Regions from separate parts of the Zea mays genome. Here region 1 is linked to region 2. Evidence: chromatin contacts called from public Hi-C data. All regions are on one chromosome and are shown on one strand. The core of a region is the stretch at or near the end of the contact, and the rest is flanking DNA. Distances in the headings are between cores, read along the strand shown.

Region 1 (6,711 bases), core at 3,206-5,705, 540 kb before region 2:
GGAGAGTTGCACTTCCTACCCTTTCTCTCCCCTAATTCTGCATAGGCAACTAGACCCTTTACCTCTCACCATGCTTACTTCAAGCGTTAGAAACCATGCCACTGATATATATGGAAGAACAATCCTTCCAGGTAGACACCATCAAGAATTTCGATAGAAACATATTCATGTTAAAAGTACAATATTTCTCCATCCGAGTTCCTCTCATTCCCTTTCTTGAACATAATGGTGTTATCAGTCTCTAAGAAGTTATAATAAGCCACATCAAGCAGGAGTTATGACAAATGTGAATTATACTATTATTGAAGCAAATTTGAATTATACTATTATTATGACAAATAAAGAAAAATTGAAACTAAATCAGTTCACCTGTTTACTTGCAGGGCTGCGGCCCCAGGAAAGTCGAACTGCCTGCTTCCCAATAGTTGATCCATTCAACCCATGCAGTGCTTCTTCAGCATCAACTCTACAACAGAAGACAAGAATGTTTTACGCAATCTAAAATTTACAACAAAGTAGAAACTTAATAAACAGTTACCAATCAGATATTTGTTATGATATTATGATGTAAAGTGCAAGATTCAGATACATTATCTCAGATTTACCTGTTTACAAATTGAACAAACCCACATTGTTTCCCAAAAGGAATTTTGACAGAGGCAAGATCACCATATTTTGCAAATGCTTTCCTCAGTTCATCTTCGCTAACATTGGGGTCAAGCCCACCAACATATACCTATAGCGTTATAACAAGTATTGAAATAGCACTTCAGTTCATCATCCTAGAATGTGAGGACAACCATATAAAATATTGACTACAAATATACGTTGTTAGTATTTGGATCTGTTACAAAAAAATGATATTAGTTAATTAGCTTCCAAAAGCATTTTTTCGAACAACGCAGGAGAACTGCGCCTCATTATATTAAGAAGGAAAAAAAAAGGTCTAAGGAGATCAGGTACAATAGGACAGACTTCCTTACGGAGGCCGAAAAACCAGAAAACCAAAATAATCCATCTGAAACAACAAACTACTACTGGTCTAAACTCCCCCCAGACGGTATCTATTCAGCAAAAGTGGCTTACGAAGGATTCTTCATGGGATATACCTATTTCAACCACTATCCTAGGGTGTGGAGAACCTAGGCCCCGCCTAAATGCAGATTTTTTTTCTTTGGCTTGTTGCGCATAATAGGTGCTGGACCGCTGACATATTAGCTAAAAGAGGGCTTGATCACCCTCCGAAATGCCCTCTATGTGATCAAGAGGAGGAAACTTTAGACCATCTCCTGGTTTCCTGTGTTTCTCAAGGATTTTCTAGTTTCAGCTGCTGAGGACTTTTGACCTTCATAGGATCGCCCCTCAATTTGGTTTGGCCTCCTTCATGAGCTGGTGGGAAGAAGCCTCTTCTTCGGTCAGTGGTCTGGTTAGAAAGGGACTGAATTCTCTGATCGCTTTGGAGGCTTACATTATTTGGAACCACCGCAACAGATGTGTCTTTGATAACTGGATCCCTAATGTGTCTTTAGCCATTAGGATGGCTCTGGAGGAAAGATGGATGTGGGAAATGGCTGGGGCTAAAGGTCTTTCCTATATGTCTGCCCCCCTTCTTGAGGTTTAGCCTCGGAGGATGTTTTCATCAGTAGTAGTTTGTTGTTTCAGATGGATTATTTTGGTTTTTCGACCTCTGTAAGGAAGTCTGTCTTATTGTATCTGGTCTCCTTAGACCTTGTTTTTTCTTCTTAATATAATGAGGCGCAGTTCTCCTGCGTTTTTCGAAAAAAAACTCCCCCCGAGGCTAAACCTCAAGAAGAGGGGCAGACAGATAGGAAAGTCCTTTAGCCCTAGCCATTTCCCACATCCATTTTCATCCAGAGCCATCCTAATGACTAAAGACACATTAGGATTCCAGTTATCAAAGACACATTTGTTGTGATGGTTCCAGATAATGTAGGCCCCCAAAACAATCAGAGAATTGAGCCCCTTGCTAACCAGACCTCTGACCGAAGAAGTGGCTGAAATAGGTAGATCCCATGAAGAACCCTTCGTAAGCCACTTTAGCTGAATAGTTACCGTCTGGGGCAATACTGAACACATGTTTGTCTTCAATAGAAGGCTGCAACACTATCTCAAAAGAATTTTTCATATCACTATATACTTTTTTTACTTTTTGCGGAACATATTTAGCTCCCAAAAGCATTTTGCGTCGCTATATACTTTTTTCACCTTCCGCAAACATATTTTCCCAAAAAAAACTAATGATGAAAGGCATGCATGAGAGAACTTTCCAAGTCCAACAGCAAGTAAAGTAGAGCGAGGCTAGTAATAACTCTTATCAGTAAACAGATGCGCTTAAGATAACCAAACCCACTAACAAGTGGAGCATACCGTCCTGTTAGTAGAGTCAACATGAGATTGCCTTGGTGGAGAAGTGCCAGAATCACCTAAAATAAGCAACTATAAAATCAAAAGGCATGTCAAATGGGAAAATTATGTTTAAAAAAAACCTGCACACCAGCCGATAGAGCCCCAATTACTGGAGTAGATGATAGGAAAACCAGGCCCCCAAAATATGACCTATTTGAAGATGTATGCACGATGCATGTAGTAACATGTTACATCTACCCAAAATATTGAAATATAACCACCACCTTAAAAACTCATAGCATTGAGCAATAAAGAATAGATATGCCACAAAATTGATTGTTACAACTCCCAGTTATATGTGTGGAACTCATTGCATATTTGTAACAGGGAAATTTCTATGGTAGCAATAAAATTCTCAACAGATAGCATTGACTAATATATAGTCAAGATCATGGAATATGGAAAAAAGCATTATAGATTTGTAAAATAGTAACTGGAGTCACAGCCTAAATAAAAAACTTCAATTCTGGAAATACCTTGAGATCTTCTAGGAGTCGCTGGTCCTACACGAATTGGTCTTGTGGAACAGTAAACACCATTCATTTCAGTCATTGCATGAATTTTGTCATTATCATCTCCAAACCTAACAAAGCCGTAGCCTCTAGAACGGCCTGTGTTTGCATCAATAATAACTTTAGCTCCTTTCACCGATCGGTATTTGTTAGAAAAAAGTTCCAGCAACATCGCATCAGTAACATCAACAGCCAAATCGCCAACAAATATCGAGTGATCAGACGAAATTTCCGAGCGTTTTTCTCCCATACTATATGATGCCCAGTTTAACTTAAAAGCCCGGTCAGTATTAGGCATTACGTGACCAGAAAAATTCTGCAGTGCCTTCTCTGCTGAAACGTGAGTATAAAACTCTATAAAACCATAACCCTCAGAAACTCCCGAGTGTCTATTGCGAATGACTTTAATATTCACCACCTACAATAGCAGATGAATAGTGATACAGCAATTAGTAACGCATGGAGAAAATGGTAACGTAATGATGGAGCAAATCTCTCAAAGAAAAGACAACAAAATCTTACTTGATGCAGCAAAGAAAAGGGTAAACCATTTAAGCCAAACATAGTGGTCTTAACTGAAAAACTGATGACTTCACTACCTTATAACAACACAATAGCAGATAACTAGCTAATTGGCAATCAGTAATGAATGGAATAAAAGATAGTTAGTGGTAGAGCAAGTCTCTCAAAGAAACACAGACATTCGTGAACAATATATTAAAGTGATAATCCATTTAGATCAAATACAGTAGCCTTAACTGAGAATGTGACTACGTTGCTACCTTACCAACACAATTCAACAGAATAATATCACATATTCCTTTTTCGTTACCAAACCAGGATTTGCCGCAAAACTACGCCACTAAGCCTGTTACAGCACAGTATAGACGAATCAACACTAAGCCATGGAATAAACCTAGCTGGATTCGAGAGATCCAGTACGGATAATGCTGGATCAGAGGAGGAGCAGGCTCTGTGAGAGAGAAGGAACCTCGCCGCTAGAGCCGAAGCAGCTGTGAAGATAGTTTTCGTCCATCCAGTACTGCAGGTCGCCCACCCAGATGGTCCGGTTATCCTCGCCCCCGTTCCCGCCGGATCCAGTCGGCGGCGGCGGTGTTACCGAGGACGGCGGCGTAAAATGCTTCACAAACTGCAGAGAAGGTGGCGGCGGCGCGGCCACCATGGGATGGTGTGGAGGAGGGTATGGGATGACCACCCACCGCGGTTGCGGCATATGGTGATGCGGATGCAGTGCGTGCGGGTGAGGCGACGCGGCCGCCACCGCTGCCGCGGCGTGCGCGTGGGGGCGGGAGGGCGCCGCCGCCGCAGACGCCGAGGCCGGGGCGTCGGTGGGGGCAACTGCCGCTGCCATCTGCATCGCCGCCTCCGGGGGGTGTGGCTGGAGCCGGGAAGGGGCGGCCGCGTGTGTCGAACTGTCGAAGCTCGCGGGGGTGGTCGGATGGAGGCGGAAAGAGAGGAGAGAGCTCGTGCGCAGAGGCTGACGCTACATTTTTATATGTCGTTGCTGAGAGATCTCGGCCGTGCGATCTAGGATTTCGCGATGGCGCGGCCGTTCGATGGGTGGGCGTTGAAGACACTGACGCATGGGCCCGGTAGGGTACGGAGTAGGAGATTTTAGGGAATGGTCGAATGGGGTGGTGCGCTGGCGGCTGGCCGCTGGCGCTGCTGCTACTTTTGTGGATATGCGGGCATGCGGCTGATGTTTTGCTATTTCTGGACGAAATGTGGCTCAGTTACCAGGCAATAATAGGCTGGGCCGGTAACTGGACTTGAAGTGACTGTCTGTAGATTTGGAACCAGTCGCATTAAAAAACATGGAATGCTACAAAATCATTAATTTCAGTAGCAGATTACGTGAAAGTAATTAGCATGACGTTTGGGCATGTATAATCTATGGACGAAGCTAGTCTTTAGATTATAACACGTAACTATGGTCATGATTGTTTCAGCTTTTCATAAGTTCTGGCCACCAAAAGTTGATGTTGAATACCAAATACCCAACTTTTATAAAACTTGATTTGTTAAAAACTATCCAAAATCAATATAAACACATAATTCGTCGAGTTATTGTAATAGTAGGAATCCATTACTTTCTAGATCCTGAACCCTATGAATATATTCATCTTCCTCCGCACATAATTCTAACGATAATCAAATTCTCTCCACAATCAGATTCTTCTCACAGCCAGATTCTCATAAAAGTTGGTCAGAAAAAAGTTGAACCAAACAGACCATATATCTATAGCACTATATAATTCACCAGTTTAAACTTTACAAAACACAGAATCAAATCATCCACACAATCATATCATCCATTATATCCACCAAACAAATTACATCATACTTAACACAAAATCAAAACCAACGATTCAGATCGATGGATAACATCTTCTCTCTTACTCAAATCCATGTACAATATTATTTGGATCTTACATCATCACTCATTCCCCCTCGTCATCGTCGACCTCTCTCCTCCATCTCTGGGATCATAGCGTTAGCACGGACTATATGCTAGTATACAATAGGTTATTTATTTAACTGTTTGCAAGGTATTTAATGCTTGCATATAGACACAATCCATTTTAGTATATATACTACCATGTTGCTAATTTAATATGAAATGGAACAAACACAATAAGATGAAAATGATTATAATATTTCTTAGAACTATCCACATAAATAATATATTATATATTTATATAACATGCGGTAATGTAATTTTCAGTAACCAGATATAGCATAACATGATAGTAGCCTAAACTCCCTTATAAATTCGTCTAAAGGCTTGTTTTGATCCAAGAGTTAAAGCAAATTGACTAAAGTTTAGCTCCTCCTTAGGAGCTAAAAGTGACTAGGATACTTTTTTACTATTTTAAACTCACTTAACTAACTTGGAACAACCTAGAGCAAAAGCGCAATAGTAGTCTAACTAACCTAAAGCACTTCGCAAAATACCTACGCTAATCACCTAGAGCAAAAGAGCAATAACGGTCTAACTAACCTTAGAACAAAACCTATGCTTTCTCTACTAGCTCTTTAATCTTCCGCATTTACTCTCTCTCTCTCTACTTAAGTTGCAATCTCTACTCTTCTTAGTGTATAATATAAAGGATTGGAACTTAGGTTGCATAACTCCTTTTGTGGTAGAGATAGCAACACATAGACAAAACTTAGTTTGCACATTCTAGATTGCTTATTTACATAGGTTTTGTTCTAAGGTTTATTTTGTGGCCTAGTTAAGAAAGAAGTTTTTAGAAGTCCTAATTCACCCCCTCTTAGGCGTCACCATTTTCTACAAATGCTACACAATGTTTTGTATTTATACTTAAGTTGCATGAAACAACTCAGTTGCAAATTGAAAAGATGAACGAAAGTATTGCATTGCTACTAGTAAAGGTAGGAAGGAGCTAAAATTAGAACATGGTGATTTGGTATGGGTTCTGTTGGGGACTTGTTCTCAAATGCTATGAATTAAGAACAAGGCAACACAAAAGTTAATGATTAAAGACCTTCGTCCTTCGAAGCATTATTTCCCTTAGGATATAATGATCTTCAGACGAAGGTCATGAAGGACGTACCTTCATCATCTCAATATACAATGGAAAGCAGGATCATATGACACATACAAAACATGAATAATCATATGATATCATTCAGACATTTTTATTATATAATCATGAATAAACATGGATAATATTGAATTACATTTATACCTTCGGCTTGACAGAAGGTGAGAATCCGAGTGTGACGT
Region 2 (6,613 bases), core at 3,380-5,879:
ACCAAAATTATTTATAGGAAAATGTTAAACCCTATTTCCCTTTTAGTGGGTCACTAAAAATGTTCCTGCGCAACACCCCCAACTTCTCCTCCGCCGATTCAATTTACAAACTACCTGTTTTCATTAAATTGAATCCATATTCTTCATAATGAGCTTCAGGAAGGTGTTTTTCAGATCTTTGGCACAAGGCCTCCAAATTGGTAAGACTTGTGGCCTTCCTTGTGGCATAGCCTACAAATCACAGTTTCTCCCTCCATAGGCTTGTTCACTCCCGCAGTGGTGTTATTCTAAGAAGGTTAGATTTGTTTGGCTTTGCCTTTCTTGTCATACAGGGCCTTGCCAAGGCGAGCCACCTCTTGCTTTAATTGCTCATTCTCCATTGCAATATCATCCGAACATGTTTCTATAACAACATTCTTAATAAGAACTTGATTGCAGGGGTTAGAATCATCAATTAAATCAAAACAAGAAGTAGAAGCATCTTTCTTAATAATTTCAGGTATTTCAACCAAAGATACTCCTGGGGTGCTAACAATGCCTTCTAGCTTAGTAGTTAGCTCATTATTGTGTATGCTAAGAATTTCCATTTTCCCTAGCAAATTTTCAATGGCTTCTTGGGAGCTAGCTAACTTAGCCTTAAGTTTTTCATTCTTTTTAATAAGGCTATCATCGGTAGCTGAGGATGGAGCACTAGACTCTAATTGCTCAATTTTAGTTGATAGCTCACAATTCAAATTTGCAAATGTTTCAAAATTTTCTAGTAAACATTTATAATCATTTTGAGAGCTAATCAACTTATTTTTTAAAGTTTTAAGTTGAGCCTTTTGTTTAGTGCATACATCCTGAAAAAATTTTATGACTTCCGCAAGCTCATCTATGGAGGGCTTTCCCTCACCTTCATCATCACTAGAGGATGGAATACTCATTTTACCTCTTGCCATAAGGCACTTGCGTGATGACCGTGATGAGGATCGGTGGCTGCACGTCCTTGGAGGTTCATCTTCGCTTGAAGAGTCATCCCAAATTTTGACACTTGTAAGCGCCTTGCATTTGCTCCTCCCCTTCGTGGGTTATTTGGACAATTGTCCCTGGAGTGGCTCTTCTCCCCGCATGCGAAGCATCCTCTCTTTGTTTGCTTTTTCCTGTCAATGTTAAAGAGAAGATCCTCGACCTGCAAGGGCACACCCATTAGATTAATCTTGCGAATCATCCCCATTACCTTTCCAACGCGCCGGATTGTTTCTTCGTCCTCGAAGGTTGATGTTGATGGTTGATTATCATCATCATCATCACTTTCTTCTTCTTCCTCTTCATCACTTGTGAAACTTGGAGCAGGAGCCTTCTTCTTTCCTTTACTCTTTTCATCACATGCAAAAGCATATGGCCTTGAAGAAGTTGGCTCCTCTTGTCAACCCATTTTTCATGACATCTCAAATTCCGCAATTTTCCCAATCACAATGGCCGGGATCATTTGACTAAAGTCCTCCATGTTGTGAAGAATGGTGATGATGCTCCCATATCTTTGTTGTGGTAGTAGGGAGATAATCTTCCTCACAATGTCCGCATCACCTAGCTTATTAATGCTAATAGAATTGAGCTCATTGATGATTAGATTCAAACGAGAATACATATCTCTAATAAGCTCATTATCCTTCATAGCAAAAGAATTGTACTCATTTAAGACTAGACAATGTTTTTGCTCATGGACATAGAATGTGTCATCATGAAGCTCATGCAATTTTGGCCAAATCTCATTAGTAGTTTTTATTGTAAAAACTTGATTAAAAATATCCATGCTAAGAGATTCATACAAGCAATTTTTGGCTCTAGCATTTAAATGAATTTCTTTTTCCTCACTCGTGGTGGGGTTCTCGAGATTCTTGGGAGGTTTCATCCCGTCACGAGTGACTCTCCAAACACCTAGATCAACGGCCTCTAGGTAACAAGCCATTATAGCACTATAATATGGGAAGTTAGTGCCATCGAAGTGTGGTGGCCTACGGGTATCCATCCACTTTCTCTAAAAAGTGTTGACTCTTTTAGCGGTGAAGCTAAAGTGTTTCAAATGAGCCAAACCAGGCTTTGATACCAATTGAAGGAAACAGTGATGCCTAAGAGGGAGGGGAGTGAATTAGGACTTTTAAAACTTTCTCTAAACTAGGCCATAAATAAAACCTAGAGCAAAACCTATGCAAATAATCAAACCAGAATGTGCAAACTAGGTTTTGTCTAAGTGTTGCTATCTCTACCGCAAAGGCTAAGTTTCAATCTAAACAATCTACCAAAAAGACAAGATTGAAACTTAAATACTTAATGTAAATGCGGAAGGTAAAGAGCAAGGTAGAGATGCAAATTCTCGTGGATGATGCCGATATTTTTACTGAGGTATCTCGAACCACGCAAGGTTCCGACTAATCCTCGTTGATACCCCTACGCAAAGGGTAGCCCACGCGAGGGCCAAGCACCACGGTCGAGTAACTCCGTAGAGAGTCACGGGCCTTCTCCACGTGCAAGTGGTGCTCTGCTTCTGGCTCCTCTCGGACGCTGTCCGCCGTCTCCACTATCGAGCTTTCGGCTGAAACACCACGGGCCTCGTTCCCTCTGGTACACGGTGGCGGCCGTAACACAAACACAGTTGTCACGGTCTCGCAAGAGTCTCGCCCCACTCGGTACAATTACAACGACTCACGTAAGAGCCGAGGGGTTGTGTGGTTTTTCTAAACTCACTCAACTGACTAGGATTCACCTAGAGCAAGCGCATAAGCGGTCTAACTAACCTAAACACTTCACAAAGCATCTACGCTAATCACTGAGTGATTCTATTAAGCACTTTGGTGTTTGAGCACTTGGAAATGTCTACAATATGCCTTGATATGTTGCTTGGGCTCCCACACCTTGAAATGGCCGGTTGGGGGTATTTATAGCCTTCCCCCACAATTATAGCCGTTGGACAGAAGCAACAGTTTTCTGTCGATGGGCACACCGGACAGTCCGATGCACACCGGACAAGCACTGTTCACTGTCCGGTGCCCTGCCACGTCAGCCGACCCTTGGGGTCTGTAGCAGTCGATCGTTGGATCTGACTGTTACCCAGACTGTCCGGTGCTACAGACTGCCCGGTGTCCCACCGAACAGTCCGTTGTGGGCCTCTCTGCGCAGACTGCCCGTTGTCCCACCAGACAGTCTAGTGTACATCGGACATGTTACTGTTCAACTGTCCGATGCACCACTAGTGCGCTGGCTGACTGCCCACTTCATGGATTTCTTCGCTGTTTCTTTTGGGCTTCTTTTCTTCTTGAGACTTGGGCTTCTACACATCTTTTATGTCTTCTTTTAAGGTGTTGCATCCTTAGTGTCTTAGTTCAATCCTCTTCGCATCCTATAAACATAAGCATTAGCAAACATATTAGTCCACATGTTATGTTGATCATCAAACATGAAAACCTTTTGAGCCAAACGGCCCGAGTCCATTTTCCTTACACAAACAAAGAGCACAACTGTATCATCAAGATGAGGCCTCTAGGTGCACATAGGACAACATCATTGACCATTTCATGTAAAAATTCCAAGCTAACCACATGAAAAACAAACTCGCAACAACTATACCTAGCATAACAAAGTAGATAGGACATCCTCAAATCAACCAAAATAGGCTAGAACAAATCAAGAACAATATGTATTGAAGGAAACCCTAACAGAATCAGGGACCAGGAAAAATAGAAGATTGCGGGTGAATTTCACCTTGGGTTCGAGGTCGTTGCAATAGAGAGGAATCAGATCTGAAAGTAGAGGAAGCCGATCGGCATGGTGGGGGAGCAGATGGGGACGAAGAGGAGAGGAAGAAGTCCAACAGCTCGGAGTCCTTGCAGTCGCTGGAGCAGCGTCACGCCGACGAGTCTCGAAGTTGGGCGAACAGAGTCGAAGGCCACCGATGGAGGTCGCCGGCACCACACACCACTGCTCAGCACCACCGGTATCTCACGAGAGAGGAATGAGGGCAACGAGCTCAAAGAGTAAGGAAGGACACACAACGAAATCAGCTTAAGTACGAGAGGATTCGTCGATACTGAGCGCGTGCGGAGGTTTCACCTTCCCGCGCGAGCCACCAGCCACAAAGGAAAATAGCTCGTCTTGTGCTGCGCACAGCCAAGCTTTGAGAAAACGAACTGCTAACTGTTTCCCCACAACCATGCAAAAACTTAGACTTTGCACGCGTATGACTTAGGGTATGCTTGGTTTGCAGTCTGAAAATTTGCCTAGGCCAAACAATACTTTCCAGGCGTAGAATTTTCATCGGCTGGGCTCAAATTGTTGCCTAGATGAAAAGGTGCCTTGCATACAGTAACCAAACACACACTTAACTACTTAAACCACACGAGAAAATTTGTAGCTCGAGAGCACAGTGGAGTCTCAAACAGTCAAACATGCCCTTTGTAACTGGAGGCTGGAGCCCTTCAAAGAAAAAAAAAAACGGGGGCCCCTCATCGGCCTGCCTACCTTTGCCGAAATTGTGTAATGCGCGTGGCGGGCTGGATTTCCGCGTCCCGTACTCGTCCAAATTCTCCTCGTCTCGTCTCCCATGTGACCCATCCAACCGCCCTCTCCTCTCTTCCTCTTCCTCGCACCACCTCCACCACCACCCTCCTCTCTTCTCGCCTCCACCACCAAAAGGGGTGAGAGGCACGGGGACCGCCCGCCTCGCTCGCTGGCCTGCACACTGGATTCGGCGCCGCGGCGGTAGTTGCAGCGGCGGCCTGGCAGGGAGATGTCTTCACGCTCGGGGTCTACGAGCGGCGGGAGCACCGGTGGCGGCAGCAGCGCAGGGGGAGGCGCCGCGGTGCCGCTGGCCTTGCTGCTGAGGCGGGAGGTGGCCAGCGAGCGCACCGCATCGGAGCGACCGGAGCTGCACTCGGGCCTCTTCAGCCAGGCCAAGAAAGGCGAGGACTTCACATTCCTCAAGCTCGAATGCGAGCGCGTCCCCGGCGTCCCGTCCTCCTCCTTCTCCGCCTTCGGCGTAAGCGCAGCCCCCCGTTCTCTCTCTCTATCCCCTCCCATCGCGATCGCTGCCCCCGATCTGGCGTCACGTGGATCGCTGCCATGCCTGGAGGCATCTAGGTGGGGTGGCGATGAACGATCGGCTAGGGTGCGCCAAATATTATAGGTTTCAGGGTGAATTTCGTATTTGGGATATGTGGGTGTCGGCAATTAGGATTCGTCTCGTGCGGAACAGGAGCTCTGATTTTGCCATTTTGGGTCGCATTTCACTTATCCTTGGTATGGAACATCCATGACAACCCTTCACGGTCTACTCGCATCGATGTATAAAAGAAGGGTAACCCATAAAGGAATGCCTTCATGCGATGCTCCTTCTACGCCAACGTAGGTGGTTAAAAGTGTTTATATAGGAAAATGCATGCTTGAGCTTGGATCACCAAACAAGCCCTATTTCTAAGCGCTGTCTTCATGTTACAGCTGTTTGATGGGCACAATGGGAACGGGGCCGCAATTTACACCAAAGAGAATCTCTTGAACAACATCTTGAACGCGGTCCCTGCTGATCTCAACAGGGAAGACTGGCTTGCTGCACTCCCAAGAGCGCTGGTTGCTGCATTCGTTAAAACGGATAAAGATTTCCAGACTAAAGGTGTGTGATACAAAAACTAATGCACCATCGATTAATATCTATTTATTGTGTCGATGAACTTGTCTATCTGTCTAGGTTCTTTTCCTTGTCTGTTATCTTGTAGAGACAACATAAATAAGATTGAGATCTGATATCATAATTTCGGATGTTATTGTGTCTATCGCCACTGTCATACATACACAACATATTCGTGTAGCACATATCTAAAATCTATTTTTTAGAACAACGCAGGAGAACTGTGTGTCATTTCATTAAGGAAGAAAATAATTTGTTACAATGGGGGTTATAACACCCCCAACACACTTGAAACACACTACACAACAACTGAACACAACCACCCTAAGACCACTCTAGGCCACACCAGCCTAATGGGTAGGAGCCTCCCATAGGAGGAGCTTCATGGGGTTAGAAGCCCCAGCCAGGCACCACATATGGGAATCAGCGGTCACTTGAGCCTAAATCGTTTGAGTCCAAGGATGAGCACCATTGAACACGCAAGCGTTTTCTGTGCTTCCACAACTCGCAAGTGACCAAGATGGCCAAGGAATTGAACCCTTTTTTAAACTCTTTGGGGATAGCAGCTGCTGCCTTACTCCATCAGGACCAGAACCGGCTAGAGGCATCGGGGCGTGGAACCATGTTAAGGTTGAGTTTCCTCAAAATCCTTTCCCAAACTTCTCTGGACAGCACACAGGAGAATAGAATATGCTGAATGGTTTCCTCCGCCTAATCACAAAACCGGCATGCTGGCTGATGGGGCAGCCCTCGCTTAGCCAACCTATTTGAGGTCTAGCACCTATTGTTGATAGCCAACCAAGCAAAGAACTTGCAATTTGCTAGAGCCCAACTTTTCTAGATTTTTCTCCATGGAGAAAACTGAATGGTTCCTATAAACATCGCTTGATAGGCTGATTTACAAGAATAAGCTCTAGAAGAGGATGACTTCCAAATATGTCGGTCAGGAATTTC

Evidence for each region. Hi-C and Micro-C count contacts between places; a contact is called where the count stands out from the background.
Region 1: a Hi-C map of tassel shows a contact between it and region 2, with 4 times the contacts expected there. The contact joins the promoter of LOC103653663 here to the promoter of LOC100382524 in region 2. A contact is called at or near these places in 3 of 25 Hi-C or Micro-C datasets (leaf, root tip and tassel) and 1 of 3 datasets of contacts at active chromatin or transcription factors (leaf).

The regions. Positions count from the first base shown.
Region 1 is chr4:127,780,346-127,787,056 of Zm-B73-REFERENCE-NAM-5.0, reverse strand. LOC103653663 (polyadenylate-binding protein RBP47) reads right to left here and starts at 4,455. Exons shown (of 6, transcript XM_008680491.2): 1 at 3,931-4,455; 2 at 2,904-3,357; 3 at 2,389-2,444; 4 at 606-736; 5 at 370-466. The coding sequence starts at 4,317.
Region 2 is chr4:127,243,048-127,249,660 of Zm-B73-REFERENCE-NAM-5.0, reverse strand. LOC100382524 reads left to right here and starts at 4,629. Exons shown (of 9, transcript NM_001361654.1): 1 at 4,629-5,014; 2 at 5,473-5,644. The coding sequence starts at 4,766.